Linked DNA regions of Mus musculus: all the other regions are linked to region 1. A link is a contact called in public Hi-C and HiChIP or PLAC-seq data. All regions are on one chromosome and are shown on one strand. The core of a region is the stretch at or near the end of the contact, and the rest is flanking DNA. Distances in the headings are between cores, read along the strand shown.

Evidence for each region. A called contact is a pair of places that touch in the nucleus more often than the background predicts. HiChIP or PLAC-seq counts read pairs in DNA pulled down with a chosen protein or histone mark.
Region 2: a contact with region 1 is called in a Hi-C map of centrocytes, with 2.4 times the contacts expected there. The contact joins two enhancer-like sites. A contact is called at or near these places in 3 of 15 datasets of contacts at CTCF or cohesin (large pre-B cells, pro-B cells and stem cell-derived epiblast-like cells), 16 of 484 Hi-C or Micro-C datasets (B cells, the BV-2 cell line, LSK cells and 10 more), 4 of 115 datasets of contacts at active chromatin or transcription factors (bone marrow-derived macrophages, large pre-B cells and microglia) and 1 of 9 other capture datasets (embryonic stem cells).
Region 3: a contact with region 1 is called in an H3K27ac HiChIP or PLAC-seq map of large pre-B cells, with 3 times the contacts expected there. The contact joins two enhancer-like sites. A contact is called at or near these places in 1 of 484 Hi-C or Micro-C datasets (germinal center B cells) and 1 of 115 datasets of contacts at active chromatin or transcription factors (large pre-B cells).
Region 4: an H3K27ac HiChIP or PLAC-seq map of double positive thymocytes shows a contact between it and region 1, with 2.5 times the contacts expected there. The contact joins two enhancer-like sites. A contact is called at or near these places in 1 of 484 Hi-C or Micro-C datasets (B cells) and 1 of 115 datasets of contacts at active chromatin or transcription factors (double positive thymocytes).

What each region holds. Positions count from the first base shown.
Region 1 is chr2:128,005,850-128,010,875 of GRCm38.p6, reverse strand. Acoxl (acyl-Coenzyme A oxidase-like) reads right to left here. Exons shown (of 18, transcript NM_028765.3): 12 at 710-799. Among named protein-coding and RNA genes, the nearest start is that of Bcl2l11, 120 kb to the left of the region's middle. Within about 2 kb of position 1,970, at least 89 of the 459 cell types and tissues checked have an H3K27ac peak or open chromatin away from gene starts, as enhancers often do. A contact at or near this core is called in B cells, centroblasts, centrocytes and 2 more, where this site is marked.
Region 2 is chr2:128,401,901-128,406,926 of GRCm38.p6, reverse strand. The region is part of intron 1 of Morrbid (myeloid RNA regulator of BCL2L11 induced cell death); the gene reads left to right. Among named protein-coding and RNA genes, the nearest start is that of Gm14010, 18 kb to the left of the region's middle. Within about 2 kb of position 2,351, at least 25 of the 459 cell types and tissues checked have an H3K27ac peak or open chromatin away from gene starts, as enhancers often do. A contact at or near this core is called in centroblasts, centrocytes and pro-B cells, where this site is marked.
Region 3 is chr2:128,371,474-128,376,499 of GRCm38.p6, reverse strand. All of the region lies in intron 1 of Morrbid (myeloid RNA regulator of BCL2L11 induced cell death), which reads left to right. Among named protein-coding and RNA genes, the nearest start is that of Gm14010, 49 kb to the left of the region's middle. Within about 2 kb of position 2,374, at least 95 of the 459 cell types and tissues checked have an H3K27ac peak or open chromatin away from gene starts, as enhancers often do.
Region 4 is chr2:128,293,295-128,298,320 of GRCm38.p6, reverse strand. No RefSeq gene overlaps it. Among named protein-coding and RNA genes, the nearest start is that of Gm14009, 130 kb to the right of the region's middle. Within about 2 kb of position 2,405, at least 109 of the 459 cell types and tissues checked have an H3K27ac peak or open chromatin away from gene starts, as enhancers often do. A contact at or near this core is called in B cells and double positive thymocytes, where this site is marked.

The sequences.
Region 1 (5,026 bases), core at 721-3,220:
CCAGCCTCTGTTATTCTCTTAAAAACACAACAATTATATCTTGTGTGCAATTTCATATCATTTTACTTACCATACGTTTTACATTTCTGTTAGAAGCAGAACTGCTTGCAAGTACAATTTTAAAGGTGATATATAATTCCCCACTGAGTGGTCAGAGTACGATTTACATAATCATTTTGCTATTGATACTTATTGCTATAATAAATTATGTAGTGGTGAGAATGTATTGCTTCAGTGTTTTTTATTCCATATTTATGATTATTAGGGTAGAGTCCTGGGGTAGAATTACACATAGTCCTATAGCAACATGCAAACCCTCTTCTACTTTCGCCAACAATGAGTCCCAATTTGTCCTAATATGCATTTCTGTGTTGACTGGCCACCCCATACTTTGGAGTTTAGCATTCTGTTTTTCACGTTTTATCTTCAGGGCCTGAATACTCTATTGGAATAGCTTTGCTAGTATAAAAATCTGACTTAGTACATGCTAGTGGTTTTCTAAAACTACAAAGACATATTTAAACATCAAAGATGACCTAAAAGACAAATACCCCAATCCCCTGTTCAACTGCCTAACAGGAAAACACCTGCCAATTAAATGAAGGTATCAGATAAAGATAAAATGTACAAAACACTTCAGATTTTTTGGATAATTCTTGGTCTTGAAAAGTGTGCTGTTTAAAATGAATAACTGTGTCCTAACCCTTACCTGAAGCATGACCACATTGTCACCTTCAAAGGTTACAAACACATCTGTGTCACATTTCAGGTCTGAGATTCTGGTTTCCATCATGTAACCCTGTTGCAGAGGAAGAGGAGGAGAGAAGGGAGAGAAAGAAGAAAAAAGTGTTTTAATTTGCAATGACATCATTACATGGGAAAATTAGTTCCCTTAAAATTAAAAGCACAGATCATTGAAGAGGAAAAAAGTAACAATGTATCTCTTACTCAGAATAATTTCAATATATCACATTATATCATATTATCAATATATCACATTAGCTTTGAGGTCACACATACAATTTTGGGTATTGTCTTCATTGTTGATAAAACATTGACAAATGGTTATTTCATTTTTAACCAAAAGATTTCAACTAATCACACCAATATGCTTTGTTTTCAAACTCTTCAGAATTCTACTAGTGGCTTACTCCTGCAAGAGAACAATGCCTCCCTCCACCCTGAACCACCCCCCCCCCCAAACGCTGAAGAGTACTGGAAGGCAGGTTAAAAATTCTACATTGACCAACTGCTCTGCTCTGTCAACTCACACTTTCTAGCTTCCTCCTCCTGTCTTTCCCTGCCTCCTTCCTTCTCTTCCTTTCCCTCCTCTCCTCCCTTCCCTTCCTCCTCTTCCTCCACTTCCTCTTCCTCTTTTTCACTTCTTAAAATCCTATTTCTAAGGTAGCAATTCACAGTTACCTAAGTGCTGTCAGTCTCCTCCCATAAAGAACTGGCCCTGGAGCACGTAGGTTCAGGTCCAGGCCAACGTGAGTGGAGTGTGGCATATCTCTGGCCTGGGAACTTTTCTCCTGCCAAGGCCTCTCTGCCGCTCCTCTGTCCTGCTTCCCTTTTTCATCTGGTTTGTTTCCTTTCTCACATTTCTCATTTCCTCTTTTTTTTTTTTTTTAAATTTCAGATTTCTGGCTTATCTGGATTCCCCCTTATTTATCTTACATCCTCACTTCCCCTTTCCCATCCTCCATACTGGCCATACCCACCGTACAGGATAACCCCCTTTCTCATTTCTCAGTTCTCACTTCCCTTTTCCCATGGCTCACACCTGGCTTCCTTGCCTCCCCCATAGCTTTAACATTTCTCACTTCCCGTCTCCCACCCACCGCACCCGCCCTAAGCGATGTACCAAATTTCCCCTCAGTTCTCACTTCCCTTTTCCCACCCGCTGTACCCTGAGTGTCCGCTGTACCGGATCACCCCTCTCTCAGTTCTCACTTCTCACTTCCCTTTTCCCACCCGCTGTACCCTCTGTATCCGCTGTACTCTGAGTGTCCACTGTACCGGATCTCCCCCTCTCTCAGTTCTCACTTCCCTTTTCCCATGGCTCACACCCAGATTTCTCTTCACCCTCAGACGCTTTACATTTCTCACTTCCTTTTTTGTATAAGTCAAAATTCCCACTTGTCTGGGTTCCCCTATCTGTTCATTTACTTTACAACGCCCCAGCACACACACACTCTTGTATCGTTTCCTCTTCCCCTTTATTTCAAGAGTCTTGTTTCCTGTTTTTCTCCTTTTCTCACCTCTCTTATTTGATTCCTCCCTTTCCTTTCTTACTTCCTTTTTTTTTCTTTTTTTTAATTTCAATTTCCTTCCTTTTAAAATTTGTTTGGTGTGTGTGTGTGTGTGTGTGTGTGTGTGTGTGTGTGTATACACCACAGCAGGTGTCCACAGAAGCCAGAAGAGACTAGATCCCATGGAGCTGGAGTTGCAGGCAGCTGTGAGGCACCCAACATGGGTGCTGAGAACCGGAGCTGTACCCTCTTCAAGAACAATGTGCTGAACAGTGAGCCACCACCCCAGCCCTAAAAACATTAACCAAACCAAACAACTCCCTACCCTCAGTGGGACTTCATTCTTTCTTTCTTAAAAATGCATTTACTTTTATTTTATGTATATGACTGCTTAGCCTGAATGTCCCCATGTGCACCATATGCATGCCTGGTACCAAGGGAAGCCAGAAGAGGGCATTGGATCCCCTTGAACTGGAGTTACAGGCAGTTATAAGCCACCATGTGAGTTCTGGGAACCAAATTCCAGTCCTCTACAAGAGCAGCAAATGCTCTTAACCACTGTGCCATCCCTCCAGTCCTTTAAACACACTTCTAAAATTGGCAGATAGCATATGATTTTATCATGTACAACTTATTCTTAAGTATATACACACAGAGATACAACAATGCTAATTAACAAACACACCACCTCACGTGGTTATTACTCCCATGGTAAAACCATATAACACCCACACTCTTTACATTTTTGAAGAATACAATGTATCATTATTAACTAATCTCTTAAAAATTCACTTCCTTTTTCTAGCTCTAATTCTATACCTTTAACCAATGTTGTGGTTCAGTACGTCAGCAGGCTCTTGGTCTGTGGGTTTGGCTGGGGAGAGGGGGCCTTCTACAAGGATTTCAGTGTTACAGCTCTTTTAGACAGAATTTATTGAAATGGCTTGCACATATATTTTACTTGGGGTGAATAAGGGCTATATAAACCTTGGAGAGTGGGAAGGGATTTTCAGGGTGAGTATGCATTTCCTGAGGGTTAAGGTACTAGGAACCTCTCTGTGGTGTTTTGAATATGCTTGATCCAGGAATTGGCACTATTTGGAGGTGTGGCCTTGTTGGAGGAAGTGTGTCACTGGGTGTGGGCTTTAAGATCCTCATCTTAGGAGCTAGAGAAAGTACCCAAGGAGCTGAAGGGGTCTGCAACCCTATAGGTGGAAGAACAATATGAACTAACCAGTACCCCCTGTTTTCCTTAATGACTGCACTCATTTATTTACTTTCCTAGCAACAACATACAGAGGTCCCTCCCTTCCCACATTCTAACCAACACTTGTTATCTTCCAGCATTTTCCATAATAGTCATTCTTCAAAGCCCACTCCCAGTGACCACTTCACCTCCTAAACTTTAGGACATAATGGCTCTATAATCTTCCTAAACAGTGCCACTAACTGGGACCAAGTGTTCTCATATAGAAGCCTATGGGGGGCATTTATTGTTTAGACAACAGCATCTAGCTGTCAGCTTGTTGCAGTGATTCTGCTGTTCCTGCCTCCTGGGCCCAGGAATTATAGGTGGCCAGAGCAACTGCCTGGCTTTCAAAGGAGTTCTGAAGATGCCAACTCCAGTCTTCTTGCTGGAGTGCCAAGTGACTCATCCACTGAGCCATCTTCCAGTCCTCATTTGCTATGTTTAATTAGGGTTCTTATTTATTTATTGCTATTCAGCTAAGCATTGGCCATCTTTTCTCTTTGTGAAAATGTAATTCTTTGTAGTGGCTATTCCTGTTTGTCAACTTGACTATATTTGGAATGAATTACAATCCAGAATTGGAAGGCTCACCAGTGACTGTTATCTGGAGGCTTGGAGATAGAAGTTTCTGATCTGGATCTTGGTATGGAGATCTTGAGGCATAGTGGCTATGGATTCCAGAAGATTAAATCTCCGAGTTCAAGGTCTTCTGGGATTAAAGGTGTGGTGGAACACACCTTTAATCTGGGCTACACCTTCTGCTGGAGACAATATAAGGACATTGGAAGAAGGGGGTCTTGCTCTTGCTCCTTCGCCTGCTTGCTGTGTGAGACTGAGTAACTGCTATATCCTTGGACTTCCATTCACAGCTATGACTGAACCATTGTTGGGAATTGGGCTGCCGACTGTAAGTCATCAATAAATTCCTTTACTATATAGAGACTATCCATAAGTTCTGTGACTCTAGAGAACCCTGACTAATACATTCTTAAATATTTTCTCCATTCCACAGGTTATCTCTCTGTTGTTTCCTCTACCACACAGACATTCCCTAATTTGACATGATCAATTTGGCCTGCATTTGGTTGGGAGTGTCCTGAAACATTCTTGCTTAGGTAAATAACTTGTATTTTCTTCTATATGGTTTTATTGTTTGAGGGTCTCACTTTTAAGCTCTCTATCAATTTTGACCTAGGTTTTGTGTATAGTTAAAGATGAGGAACTAATTCAAGTGTGTGTGTGTGTGTGTGTGTGTGTGTGTGTGTGTGTGTGTGTGTGTCTAGTTTCTCTTGGCTGAGGAAGCTGCCCTCACTTCCATGGGTCCTTCATACATTTGTCACAAATCATTTAGCTGTAAGCACCTAAGTCTATTTCTGGGCTCTCCACTCCGCTCTGTTGTCTCTGTCTGGTTTGATGTGAGAACCTTGCTGTTTGGTTACTATGGATCTGGAGTCATATAGTGGGGCTCACTGAGCTGTTAGTAACTTTGATTAAGGTTGCTTTGATTATTCAGGTTTTTTTTCTA
Region 2 (5,026 bases), core at 1,102-3,601, 400 kb before region 1:
TTCCTGAGCTAAGCTAGCTAACCAACGAACTACAGGGATCCATCTGTCTCTCTGCCCCTCGAGCCTGGGTTCTAGACAAGTGCTACAACACCCAGCTTTTATGTAGGTGCTGAGGCTAACTGAGGTCCTTATATTTGAACTACAGGTCCTGTACCAGCTAAGCCTCCTAGCCAGCCCCCAATTCTCTTAATCACTTTTTTGCATGGTAAATACCTTCTGATATAGAGCTATCTCACAATCACCTTTCCAAATTCCATTACTAATCTGTGTGGGTGTGGGTGGGTGGGTGCTTCAATACCACAGTGTAAGTATAGCAGTCAGAGGACAATCTGCAGGGGTTAATTCTCTTCTTCTCTCACCATGCGGGATCAAACTCCGGTCATTGGGCTTGCCGGCAAATCCTTTTACCCACTGAGCTACCTTGCGGGCCCCTCTGTGGGTTTTTTTTTTAAATGTTTATTTTATAAGTATGGATGTTTTGCCTGCATGTATGTAAGGTATGTATCCATGGAGCCTGGAAGAGAACACTGGATGCCCTGGAACTGGAGTTACAGACAATCCATAAGCCTCCATGTGGTTCTGGGAGTTGAACCCAGAGCCTCCGAAGAGCACAAGTGCTCTTAATTGCTGAGCCATCTCTCCAGCCTCATCCCCTGTTTCCCCTAACCCCACACTGCTAGTCTTGATATTGCTGTGAGGTAATTTGCAAGATGAGATTACCACTTATATCAATGGGCCTTGATCAATCAGTTAGGGGCCTTCAGTAGAAAGACTAACCTCCAAGAAAAAAATGCCCCAGAGTCTCAATGTCCCACCACTGTGTTTTCCTAAACCCCAAAGGACTGGGAATTCTCAGCATTTAATGCAACACCGCAGGAAGAGTGGCTCCTGCATTACCAACTCCTATGGCTCTGTAGCCTGCTCTGTAGCCTGCTCTGTAGCCTGCTCTGTAGCCTGCTCTGTAGCCTGCTCTGTAACCTGCTCTGTAGCCTGCTCTGTAACCTGCTCTCTCATGTGGGCTTGAATCCGCACCACTGTGCAAACCAGCCCTTTAAATCTAAATCACTGTCTGTGTCTGTTTGTCTATCTCTCTCTCATGCACACATATGCATGTATATCTCCTGTGGGTCCTGTCTCTCTGGAGAAGCCTGACAAATGTGGTCGTCTTCCCAGAATTAACACTGTTCTCTGTGACAGACAGAATATGCATGGGTATAAAACAAGAGCAGAGGTGGCCTATTTCCCTTTGCAACTAAGTTCTTTTACTTTTCTCTAGCTTATGTAGAAGTGCATTTTCCTGAGCATGTTCTACCAACTTCCATTTAAAAACTCATACCAATCATCCACTCAGGATGGATGGCTTTGGTCCCCACAGGCAGGGGACACTTTCTCCACTAGACTGTGTCATCCTAGATTTTGTTGTTTCTCTCAGCATCTCTTCACTGATTTTATTCTCTAATGTTTAAAACCCCTGGAGTTGATAGCATCCTAAGATTGGCGGCTTGAAGAAACAACATTTATTTACATAAAATTTAACATACAGGTAAATATACTTATACACATGTGTAAACACATTTAAGTTCCTAGAGATTCATTTGAGGGCAGTGTTTTGGACCACTGAGTTTAGGGGAGGTTGCTTGCTTGAGCACAGACGGGGGACTTAGAGCATCACAACTTAGTGGCCACAGCACTAAAACAAAACAAAACAAAACAAAACAAAACAAAACAAAACAAAAAAAACAGAAAAACCGTTAATCACCAACAGCCCCAGAAGAATGAGTAGGGCTTGAGATGACCATCCTATCTGTGAGGAAATGTTGGGTACCCAGCCTTATTCAGGTAACCCGAGTTGCGGAGAGTTCATGAATGCAGTGACCACATCTTGTTGAAGAGACAGTGTTTCACGGAGCCCTCCTCATTGACTGCCTCTTACATTCTTCCTGCCCTTTCTTCTCCAGTGTTCCCCAGACCTCGAAGAGGGTAACACTTATGCTCCATTTAGGGCTAAGCTGTTGACAGTCACTTAATCAGTTATGAGCCTTGGCATAAAGCAGGGGGCCGTTTTTATAGATGTCCTAGATTGTGACATTTATTTGTGATGACCGAAAGAGGTGCTGCGTCTAAGAATATTGTGAACACACTAAGTATGTGCTGTGGCTGATCCAGGGATCCTCAGTGTGCCACGGGAAGTCAGAGAAAGTGACTGTGCCACCCAAAGGTGGTGAGAAGGTGTCCGGTGGGACCTCTGTGAAAGCCAAACTGCACTCCCCAGCTCTTACCAGGCCAGTCTGTCCACACAGGCAGGAGGGGCCTGGCAGCTACAGGCCTCCTTGCACACATCAGGAAAAGGAAACCATTTGAGACTCTAAGGGCTCAGAGTATGGGCAGACTGAGAGCACCTGGTGGTTCTGCTTGCCCTGTGGACCTAATCATGTATGAAGATCGTAAACCATCTCTGAGGGCAAAGTTGCCTGACCTCTGCAAAGCATTGGTTCCAGCATCCTTAACAGAGACAAACCTCACTCCCGTGCATAAGCCCTCTCTTTCTGAGCTGGTCAAGAGTCTCTGTAGGTTTTTGTCTTTTCAAATGTGCCCACCTGACTGGAATTTCTTTGCACTCAGGCTAAGTCAGAGAGAGCCATCTTTCTCTCCTGCAGCTGTGAGTTACACCCAACACTTGAAAATGAAACCGAGTAGTAAGAGGGGCTGAGGAAGAGTGTTCCTGACGGGAACAGAGGTTTGTTATCCAGAAAATGACGTGAGAAGCACTAGGGGAAACCTAGGGCATCTCGTAGCCAGGCACACAAGGTCGTGTGAGCTGACAATCTAATTATTCTGGTCCTAAACTCTCGAAAGAAAAATCCCAAGCCAGCATTTGACACAGTCATGCAGGAAAGCCCGCTTCTGCACCTCCATGCCCTCAATCAAATCTTACAAACACTACTCTGGGCTGCAGATTTTGTTTTTTGTCTGAGTGGATATCACCTCGGATCACTTGCATTAACTGCAGGTGTGTGATGCGGACAAAATGATTGCCCTCCCTACTTTTAGAACGTGCCTTGAATGTGAAGCAAGGAATTGTTTTCCCAAAGCCCACGGGACTGGAGATTTGCAGTGCAGATCTGCAGAGCCTGTGGCTGTCTGTCCACTCTTGGGGGCCCCAGCTCCCCTTGGACTAGTGCCAATAAGCCTCTGAAATGGAGGGTATCCTCTTCCTTCTGCCCCACTCCTTCCCAGCCCAGGCACGTCGTTGACACTCCATTTATGTGAGAAGCTTGGCATTAGCCGCAGGGCTTCACTCTTGACACTTGGACTAATTCTCCACTTTATATTCGTGATTGCCCTTCTGAAAGGAGAATCTGCTGCCAATGGCACCTGGGCATTTGAAAGTAAATATGATGCAAATACTGCCTCCCCGGCACATTCCCTCCTCAACTTTGGGATGAAGAGTGAGGATGAGAAGGAGGAGGTGAGCTGGGGTGCCCGACTCATTTGCATAATGGTGTTTGAGGCTGGGTGAAACTGAAACCATAGCCTGTGTGGGTGGGGCCTTGTTTCTCCTCACAGCTGCCCCCACCCCCCACCCCAGCAGCCAGGCCCCCTCTAGGCTCCTACAGAGGCCTAGGGATGGTGAGGCCCAGGGACTCAGGGCACCAGTGCGAAACCAGATAAAACACCTGGTGCTCCTACTGGCCACAGGCCCGCTGCTGAGCTCTGTGAACAAGCATGGGGGGGGGGGGGTGTCCTTTTTTTCTGATTCAGATTGCAATCTATTGGTGGGGCCCAGCGTGTGGCAGGGTGAGCCTTTGCCAGGAGAGCCAAATCATTTTGATCTTCAGTGGAATGCTCTCCCAGCTGAGTTATTTTTGACACTGTGAGGCAAGGCTTCTCTCCTCCAGTCATTTTTCAGTCAACTGGAGTCTTCCCAATCCCCGTGGCTGAAGCCCACAGATTAAGAGGGGACATCCAGCTCTCCCGTGCGATAAATGGCTTTTCTACCTACTTGGTGTCTGATAAGGTATCTTCACTCAGAAGTAATGTGAAAGTCCGACAGTTTTACAGATCCTGTTACCGTTGCTGAATAACGTCTCCAGGTGGCAAAGTGAGTTCTTGTAATATAAATGAAGCCAGCGTGTTTTTGCTACTGGACTGATTTGCCCTGAGGACAGGGTTTTCCACTATGGAACCCATCCCCCTGATAGGTGTGGAAGAGTGGAAGCCTTTTATATCTATACTTCCTTCGCTCTGTCTTTAGCTTGCTGTGGGTTCATGTCCTTGTTGGTAGAAAGAGGGGATGACCTCTCTACTGGAGTTTTCACGTGTGTGTGGGAGGTCTCAGCTCCTTTTCGAATTCTCTCTGAACATTCTGAAATCCGTTGACTTGTCAGACATTGGGAACACCACGCTGGCTTAGAAGAGCATGGCCTCTTTGATGAAAGCTTTCAGTCCGGAGCCTCTGGTGATGACGTTGGTAACCTTAAACTTGTTCATGGCCACAGTGGAATTCATGTGGGTTTTCCTTAATGGCAAGATAACGGAATAACTACAGAGCGTGTGGCCGTGTGGATGCAGCTGGACTCTGGCTCAGAAGCAAGAGTTGCAGTTTCCTGGGTGCTCCGAAGCTGGCTGGGAAGGTCCCAAGGATGTGGTAGTTCGTAGGCGGCAAAGGCCCCAGGAACTTGCAGCTTAAATCCATTTGTACCTGGGACAAATGTCGTGGTCCTGGTTTCCAGTCTTCCAAGGAGAGATCAGCTTTGGGCTGTCTGCTTTGTATTTGAAGATGTTTTTATTCGAATAATGAGGGGGAAAAAAGGGTGCTAGTTTGCCCAGGCACAGGAGGTTTGGTTTTCTGTTTGTTTGTGGGGTTTTTTGTTTTTCAGTACTGAGGGTGGAGCCTAGGGCCTCGCTAACACTGAGAAGCATGCAACCACTGTGCTATATTCCTGCACACCTGCGGCTCCGCAAAACATTGGTGTGGTGCTGGCTTTGGAAACCTATGGATGATACCATAAGTCAGAAACAGGAA
Region 3 (5,026 bases), core at 1,125-3,624, 370 kb before region 1:
ATTTGAGAGGCCTCCAGCTCAGGTCTGTGCTGTGCAGATACCCAATATCAAAAGCAGAAGATGGAGGCTCTTCTCTCAACAGTCTCCTCAAGCCTTGGAAGCCTTCTGAGTTCTCCACTTTTCCTGCCCACCGTGAATTATATGGAAGCTTTCAACCCCCTAAGGCAGAGCCTGAGTCCCTCCCAGAGCTGCTCCAACACACCCAGCTTCTCTCCTTGACCACTGACTGAGTACAGCATCCCATCTGTCCAGATCCATGTGTATTTTTCACCCGAGCCTGGCATCTGTCCTCTCAGAAAGATTTCTGGAAAGGCCCATCCACTGGGTGGCTTGAGAATAGTTACTGAAACCAGACACTAATTGTTGACTAAGTGTGGCCAGTAGGGTCGGTGGAGACTACACTAGTGTTCAAGACTGTCACTTGGAGCAAGCCATCACTTGCCACTGTTGGCCCTTGCGTTTCTATTTCTATTTCTGGGTGCTGTGAGGACAACCCAGGTTTTACCCTTAGAGTTTCCAAATCAGAAGACACAGGGGGAAGCTTGAGGGTTTGCATATCTAGTGCATCCTCAGGTGATTTCATGCTGCTGTAGAGAGAATGGTCTGGTCCAGACCTGGGTGCACTGAGAACTGTGTCCAGGGCTAGAGGCCACTGGCTTGCTTTGAAGGATCGTGGCTCTAGGTTGTTGTTGTTTGTCTTGAAGGCTGAGGTCTTTCTCACATGTTCCAACCCAACCTTGGAGGTGACTGCTGCTTTTCAAAGACCCTTTGAATTTCTTAGTGACCATGGGACTGTCTGTAACTTTGTCCTCTCACAAGGCCGGTCAGACTATATAAATCTGTAAAAGTGTCCAGGTTTTGTTCTTTGAAAAAAATTTTAATGAGCAAATCTGGAGAAGGAAGTCGAAGGGAAGGATGTGGACAGATGAGACCAGAAGATAACCTGGGAGACCAGATCTTTACCTTTGTGGATCCTTTGCCCATTTTTACCTTTGGTGTACTCTGAGGCCGTCCTTAGTGGTACCCAAGGACTACTAAAAGGTGAGCCCATTTATGAGATCCTTGAGGCTCTGGTATTGAATTTTCCATGAGCATCTGGCATCAGAATGTGATGACCAGGATGCTGGGTGGGAACCTGGGTATGACTGTCAAGCTCCACCTCTGGATTTTGGGTTCCCTGTGCTTTTGGCTCTGCCTGCTTGGTAAGAGATGGCCTTCACGCATCCTTCTGAGAGGATGGATGCCGGCTTGGGTGAAAACCACACATCTGGACACTCCGGCAGATGGGATGCTGTACTCAGTAGTGGATGAGAGGAGCTGGGTGAGGTAGAACAGCTCTGGGAGAGACTCAGACTCTGCCTTAGAGCATTGAAAGTCTTTATACATAGTCATTTTCTGAGCCAGGAGCATTCTGTAGAAGCTAAGTCACATCACCCAAGCCCCGAAAGGATCTAAATATGCTTAGAGATACGTGGTTGTAGCTCTGGACAGAGGAACCTTGGTGAGAGACAAGCTGGGGACATTGAGGGCTCATGCCTCATTCTCTGTATGGATACCTTTCACCTCTAGCCTGAACTACATTTCTGTTCCCTAATGAGTACTTGTCTTCAGTATGGTATTCGTGGGTCCCAGATTGTTCATAATGTCTTAGGGAAAATAAAGTTGTGTATCCGTAGTGGGGATGGGGAGTTGCTAATAGTGAATATTAAAGACCCACAAGAAGAGCAAAGCTCACCAAAGCAGAGAGCAGCTTGGCCCTACATGTGACCAGGTGTCCCTTCAGGCTCAACCCAGTACTGGGGAGGAATGGGTGGTCTCCACCACTTTCAGTGTCCACTTGGTTATGGAAGATGTCCTTGAGAATTGCTGAGAATTGGGAACAAACTTCTTATAGTCTCCAAATAGACTAGCCTGGGCTTCTCCAATGAAAGCTAGGTAGGCATCCAATATAGGGTTCACAGGAATTAGTTTCATCCATGCAAAAGCTCCCAGGCCAGCTTATTCAGGTTCTGCAGTGGTAAGCTGGACTTACCACTAACTTTGGCCACTAGTCCATGGGAACTAGGTGGGAAAGACCCAAGTCTTAGTCCACTTGTGCCCCGTCTGGTGTGACCTTGGAAAGGGTGTCCACTTCCTCCTTCTATGGCCTAGCCTGCTGTGTCTATAAGGCCCTATCCCCTCTCTGCGATTTCAGTACCCACTTGGCTGGGAGTGCCATATTGTAACTGCTTGAGCTATTCCATTTGACTCTTGCATCCCACTAAGAAGAGGCAGGCTGGTGAGGACAGGGCAGTCGGCTATCTATCTCTGCTTCATGGGTAGAACTAGAGGAAGCCAGTTTCTCCTTCCACCCATGTCAGCCACTGGTGCGTCACCCAGTTCCTGTTTCTCTTTGCCCACCCAGGAAGGCGCTGCAGATGAAATCCTGGGCCAGATGGCGGATACTGTGAGCCTGGTCAGAAAATGCTGGCTCACAGGACACAAAACGGGAAGCTGGTTTTCCCAAGAGATTCATGGGTGGGGGTAGGGGGTGGGGAGGGGATGCTGTTCCCCTGACTGTGTAGGTGTCACACAGACAGGTTCCCCAGCTTCCAGAAACTTCCCCACTGCCACTGACAATAGGGGCCTTTTAAAGAATAACAAAGGCACTAAATTACCACAGTTGCTGCTGTCAAGAGCCCGGACCCTCTAGGAAGCTTTGTTTTTCAGAGAGGGTCCTTAGAAGCAGCTCAGCTAGAGCTCAATGGCTGGGCAATTTGCCCTCCTTCCTAACTCCACGCAGCAACAACACTCATGTCGGGAAACACACAATACACCCGTCTGAGCAACTTTGCATATTTCCTCTTTCTTGTATCCTTTGTATATTATGCATTGTGAAGGGATCTCTTGGGGACAGATGGAGCTATTCCAAAAATCATGCAATTCCCCGCTCTGAGGTTGCAGAAAAAATGTGGGTCATTAACAAAAGGCCGTGGACAGTGCAAAGTCCTTTGGAGCTCAGGGTGAACTCAGGCTGGTATCCCACTGGGGGCACAGGGAGATGTCCCAGGAAGTTTTGAGTGGTACTGCCTTCTCAGCTGTCAGCAGTGTTGTTCAGCGTCAGAGCTGGAAACAGTGGCCAGCTTAGATTTAACCTTGTTCCCATGGGAGCATTGTCTTCAACCATCTCATGGGAAAACTGCTCCAGTGTGTGTGTGTGTGTGTGTGTGTGTGTGTGTGTGTGTGTGTGTGTGTGAGGCAGATTTGAGTGCAGAGCAGGCTCTGGATCTACAGCATACCTTTTGAGGGCACGGCACCATCTGCCTCTCTCTACCTGCTCTGCCTTTGGAAATATCCTTTCACTTGTTTTGGAGAGCTGAGGATGTGATCTGCAGACAGGGGTGCACCAAGGGAGGCTGACCACAGGGGCCTTGAGCAGCAGTGCAGTTATGAATAGAACTACAGTCTTTCTGGAACTTCTGTCAGCCATATACTGTCCTTGCAACCTCTGCTTGGTTGTGTGTGTGGAGGGGCTTGTCTTATTATTATTTTTTCTCCTTCTCTCCTATAGAGGCTACTTGGAACAAATTCAAGTAAGCCCACAGTTATCTTTAGAGTCTCAGATAGGAGAGGTGTTGAGGGGCTCTGCACCTTGTGAATTGGAGTTCCCAGTGGACTTGACTTGAAGTTGCTTTGGGTCCTTGGAGGCAGGAGCTCAAGACATCACCTGGGGTGTCTTCTAAGTCTTGTGGGAGTCTCTAGTAAAAATCAAGAACACAGAAGTAGAATCTCATAGCTTACTGGGCATCAGACCCCATGGGGAAGTCACAACAGGGTGACCCCAAACAAAACAGTGGAATTCTGGGAACGTTTGCCTTCCTGCTCTCCCCTGAATGGCTTTTAAAGGGTTGCCACAGCTCATGACCACGGTTGGATTTCGGATATCACTATGAGAATAGTTGTGTTGCTGATTTGATCCCCTGCTCATAGTAGCGTTTTTGATCTGTCTCCCTTCTCGGTTTCCATGTGCTAGAGTGACTGTCACAGTGCGGTTGGCAGTGACCTATGTTTTTCTTGCATATTTTTGTTTCAGAATAACTGGGAGCTGAAACAGGAAGCCCCATGACACAGTTGATCGAAAATGACACAGACACAGAAAAATCAGGACGTGCCCCCAGCAGCACCCCTACCTGCTGCCTGCTGATCACGGCTGGGAGGCCCGTCCAGGGTTCCCACCCGGGAACGGACTCTTAGCTACTCAGTGCTCACGGGTGCTGGGCCTGCAGAGCTTTTCGGATGCTCTCTTACAGCTGGTTTGTTATCTTTTAATCAATCAACTAATTAATCTATTACTTTATTTATTGGCCCTCCCCATGTCTTGATCCTTTCTTCATTAAAAGCAAAAGGAAAGAAAATGCAATTGTCTGTTTCTTAGCTAATCCAGAAACACCGATTTAAAGGGCTCTAAACTTGAACATCAGGCAACTTTCTCCAAGTCACTTGTCAAGATTATCATAACTGCACACAGGGCATCTTTAAAAGTGTGTGGAGCTGGAATCTCATCACTCAACCATGTTTATCCTATGTTTTATACCTTTCTAGAAGATCTTTCAAGATAATTTCTCTAGAGTCACTGTTGGCAGGCTGACAGTGGAGAACACTGAGATCTGTGTGGACATGTCTTCTCAGCACAGCTGGTAACTCACCTAGAGATCACTCTCAACTTTAAGCTTCAGTTGGAAACCCCAACTTTCTCTCTTTCCTCCTGTCTACCCCCACATAAATCACTGATTTGTAGATTTGATCTATAATAGTTTCTTTGGGGTCTACTGTGTACCACGTTCTGTTGGCAAGGTAGCCTCCGCACCCACCTCCTGGGCATGTTTGGCTCAAGAAGTGAAGAACGGGGAGGTCAAGTGTATATCAAGGGCATTTCATTCCGACGTCCTGATTTCTCAAATCCACTCCTCAATTCTGAGATCCTGGGACTGGCACTTGAATATCCTCTGAAATGGTTAAATGGCCAGTCATTCTTTCGACAGAGTCC
Region 4 (5,026 bases), core at 1,156-3,655, 290 kb before region 1:
CCAGGTACCTAGCATGCTCCTCTGGCCTCTCCACTCATGCATGTGCACATCTGCATACATAAGTATGCACTTGCATGCGCACACGCACACACACACACACACACACACACACACACACACACACACGGCAGGTAATCAGTTATAATTACATGAAGCCTTGTTGGACTATTAGAGCTCACAGAAAGCAATCTCTCTCTCTCTCTCGAAGGCAGAAGGAGCCCTTTGACCTCTAGAGACATTCCAAAAGGCTGAGGTACCACGTCCAAAGAATGTGACCTCAGGTATGTTTGTGGAGGAAATTCTGAGAGGAAGTAAAGTGGCACTCTGTGGGCACTTGCTGGAAAACCCACATCTGCCAACTGAGCTGAAATCTTACTCAGAGCTGGAACAAGACTGTTTCTGACTCCCTGCATCGCTTCCACCCATGAAAAGAAAACTCTGTTTTTCTTGTTTCTCTCGTCAGGCTGCCTGGAGATGGGAGAGAGAAACTTAATCAGTTGGGCCTGTTCTGTTAGACCAGATGATTCCCCTTTAGAAAGATCCCATTTTATAAGGTGCAGGAGGCCAGCACATTATGATGGTTGTCGGGAGATCCCAGTCGAAGGTGGGGAGCAGGGAATGAGGCTTCCACAAATCCACTGTGTGCAGGGGACCCCTCAGTAGGCAGCAATGCTCCAAGAGACTGGGAAAAGAGCAGTATGTCTGGATCGTGGACCCAGAGGCTAGGGAAACCAGACCGCCTTCTCAGTCAGCTGTATGCAATGGTGTTAAGCACAGCGCTGCTCAACCTTCCTAGTGCTGTGTCGCCTTAATACAGTTTCTCACATGGTGACCCTTAACCACAAAATATGTCCTACTTCATCACTGTTGTGAGTTGTAACGTAAATGTCTGTGTTTTCCAGGGATGACCTCTATAAAAAGGTCATTTGACCTCTATGGGGGCCGCAACCCACAGGTTGAGAACCATCTGTCCTACACATTAGGGTAGCACTGAAGCATCCCAGCGACAGAAAGAACAGTGTCTGGCTCTCATTGTCCAACATGAGAAATCACAACGTTCCTTTGGGGAATTCTTTTTCCTGGCAATAAATCCTCAGGGGGAAAAAATCCTGTGACAGAACCAGCCCCAGAGGAATGTCCATAGGTCAGAAGGAGGCCACCTAGCTTGGAAGGTTCTGGAAATTCTAGTTGGGCATTGGGAGGAGTCCAGGCAGCTGCGCTGATGCAAGGGGGCTCCAGAGAGGAAGGAGAACCTCGGGAGTTAGTCAGAGGACGTTGCTCAGAATGAGGGAGAGAGTGGGGGAGGCTACCAGTGGAGGCCAGGGACCGATGTCACTTCACTATCTGTAACTTCCTGTTTTGGAGAAAGAGCCTGAGCTTGCTTTGGGGGAGGGGAGCATGAAAGGTGAAGCCTGGAAGATTGGTGCTTGTGCTCTCACTGGAGGGCAAGAGGGGGTTTAAATGGTCAGAGCAGGGGCCTGGAGAGATGGCTCAGCGGTTAAGAGCACTGAATGCTCTTCCGAAGGTCCTGAGTTCAAATCCCAGCAACCACATGGTGGCTCACAACCATCCGTAATGAGATCTCACGCCCTCTTCTGGAGTGTCTGAAGACAGCTACAGTGTACTTACATATAATAAATAAATAAATCTTAAAAAAAAAAAAAAAAAATGGTCAGAGCAGGATGGGGTGACAGACCTGGGCAGACTAGAAGGAAAAACAATTGGTGATTCTGATTCATTCACCTCAATTGTCACAGAACAGAGCAAACACACATGTAATAAAATCATAAAAGTCTGTGGGAAGTAGAAGAAAGAAACTTCAGCAGATCAAAGCAGCTGATGGGTCAGATACTGGGGTCGGGCCTTTGAACCCCCCAAGGCTACACGAGGCTCCTACCTGGCTGAGATCTATGGCTCTTCTGTTCTCGGACTATTGACACAACAGCCTGGCTGCTCAGAGAAATGGGCTCTGAGGATCCTGGCATCCTTGAGGTAGCTCCAATTTCCTAGATGAGCGTGGGGAGAGTGGAGGGATCTGGGTCTCCTGAGAAGAATCGAAGGTGGAAACTGGAGATAAACACGGGGAGAGAGCTTGCTGTCTATGGCTCAATTGCTCTGCTGAACTGCCTCTTGGTTGAACTGCTGCACAGCCTGAAGGAAACCCTATTCCACCCAGGCTTCCCTCCAGAGCAAAATATCAGCCCTCCTCTGCCAGTGGAGTCCACTGGATAGCCAGGCCTGCTGTCCCCAGAGCCTCTGTCAAACCCGTGATCCTTCTCTTTCCCTGTGACCAACAGTATAGACTCCTGGAACTCAGAAGGACTCCACATGGCTAGAGTGTTCCCAGTGGAATCAGTAGTCTGTCACAGAAAAGGCAAAGATGACTCAGGAAGCAGACGTCTGAAGAGATGCCTGGCCTGACTCCATGGAGGTTTTAGAAAGACATTCACTCTTTCCATAGAGTGGAGAGCCTCACTGGTGCTATGCACATTAAACATCAGATGAACTCGCTCCATCTCAAGGGTATTCTGAGTACCCCTCCCCCAACCCTCACCAAGGGTCTTCCCTGCTTTTTGGTACCCTCTCCCAATCATATAGAATTTAAGGCAGATTATAAATTTAACTACTCTGCTAAGTTGCGATAAGTAATAAATTCATTTCTTTTTGTGTGTGTTTTAAAGCTTTGTAGAAAACAACAATGTCAACAACACTAACCCAAACATTGTAAGGCTGAGACACAAAGACATTGAGTTTGAAGGTAACCTGGGCTACATAATGAATTGTATATTCCAGACCAGCCTGGGCTACATGGCAAGCCCTGTCTCAAAAATAAACAAATAGATGAAAATCTATTTTTGCCCAAAATAACTGTTTACGGTAACTTCCATGAAATGCCCCAGGTCTGGGTTTTGCTGTTAGTGTCTCCAGCTGGGCACGATCTTTGATGTAATCAGTGACTCAGCTTACTCGAAATAAACCTGTTGTCAAAGATTCAAAATTTATCTCTTTGACACACACATGTCTTGTGACCCGCCTGTCCTTCTGCTCAAAGCACTGTCCCAATCCCTCTGACTCAACGGGGAAACCACAATCTACAAGAAGCCAGAGCGTTCCCACACCTGGGGTGGGCTGCGCGTCACCAGCAGGGCAGCAGATGTCATTGTGCCTGAGCAGGAAGCTCGGCAGGATGGCTTCTTTGCCACTCCTCTGTCCACAGGAAAGCATGGTGACGTGGTGGATTCGTGATTTGGTGGGGAGCACGGTGAGGTGTGACTTGCCATCCTCTCTAAATAGATTGTTCAACCCAGAAGCAGTTGTTTCTTGGGGGAGGCATAACTTGAGGTAGGTCTGGAGATGGCAATGGCTCTTGAGCTCTTGGCTAGCACCTGTGTCGTCCTGGGGCCACTGCTGACCCACCAAGACCCTCTACAACAGGTGCTGCATGTCATAGCTGAAGGCTGTCCCACTCACCCAGGTCCCCCACCAGTCACTCACAACCATGCAAAAAGGGAAGTCTTGGCCAAAACTCACTGTCGGTTTGGTGCCTGCTCTCAGAATGGCACTGTCTGAGAATAATGAGGTGCTCTGTGTAAAGAAAGGGGAGAGAGTCAGGGCTGCCTCCAAAGCCCTGTTCTAGACTCTGTTGCTGTGGTGGTTTGAGTGAGAAAGCCCCCCCCCCCCCGTGGGCTCACATATTTGAATCTTTGATACCCAGTTGGTGTGCCACTGGGGATGGGCCTCTCTCTTCTCTCTCTCTCTCTCTCTCTCTCTCTCTCTCTCTCTCTCTCTGTGTGTGTGTGTGTGTGTGTGTGTGTCCCCGTCCTTGCTGCCTGCAGACTGCAGATCAGGATGTAGCTTCCAGTTACCTCTCCAGCACCCCATCTGCTGTGTGCTGCCATGCTCCCTGCCACAATGATAAGCAATTCGTCCTCTGAAGCAGTAAGCAAGCCCCCAGTTAAAAGCTTTCTTCTATAAGTTGCCTTTGCCATGATAACAGTAACTAAGACAGGAACCTCCCATGCCAAGCTCGGCAGGTCAGGGCACATTTGCCCTTGGGGGCTTTTCACTGGAATTTAATCTTTAGGGACCTTTGCAGATTCTGAACATCTCATCTGTTCAGGAGCTCCACTATCTTTCCTGGTCTCTAAGCCTTGTTCCCTGTCCTGTCTGCCTCACCCCACCCCCGACCACCTCTACCTGCAGTTACTGTCCCAGGAATCCTTTTTGGGTAGTTACTGAGGTCATGGCCTCTGATTATATAATGAATGCAACCATCGTTCATGTCCTAGTGAAACTTTGAAGATAGAAACAAAATGTAAATTCCCACTTTTAGGGCAGGAGAGTCTGGAAGCTCGGGCAGGAGCCTCTGGCTACGTCAGCCTCTGGCCGGTGTCTCTACCATGACTCCCCACATGCTCATGGAACGTGCCAGCAATAACGTAAGATGAGCCCTCGGATGAGCCCCACATTTGGGAGGAACTTCTGGAGCATGACCTACTTTTTTGAATATCTAATGAAATTCATAGATTTCCCCCATAAGATGCATATACTCAATACTTCTAAAAATCTAGCATTTTCGCACATGTCAGAGATCCATTCATGAGAATTCAATCTTGCTTTGGGATCCTTTTGCTTTTCATCAGGGTCATGGGTTCCCAGCATCTCTTGCCATGAAGATGTGGTCAATATTCTGATTTTTAAGAGGGCCTGTCGAACTTAAGAGGGGCTGTGGTTCTCTCACAAGGACATCTGCTAAGTAGCTGAGCAGTGCATTTCCTTGCTGGTCAAAAGTCTGAGGGAGGAACAATGGGCGCAGCATTGCATAGCATGACAAAGCTCTTCATCTGGGAAGCTGGTAGTGGAGTGGGCACGCATGGAATGTCAGCCATCAGAAGTGCACCCTGGATTTTGTTTACATAAAGAGAAACTGAGGAGGTGCTGTGGAAATGAAGAGAGACAGCACCTTCCATTTGCTTCCACATTAACCTGTAGGTAAGTAAAGAAAACATATGGCCCTCATTACACC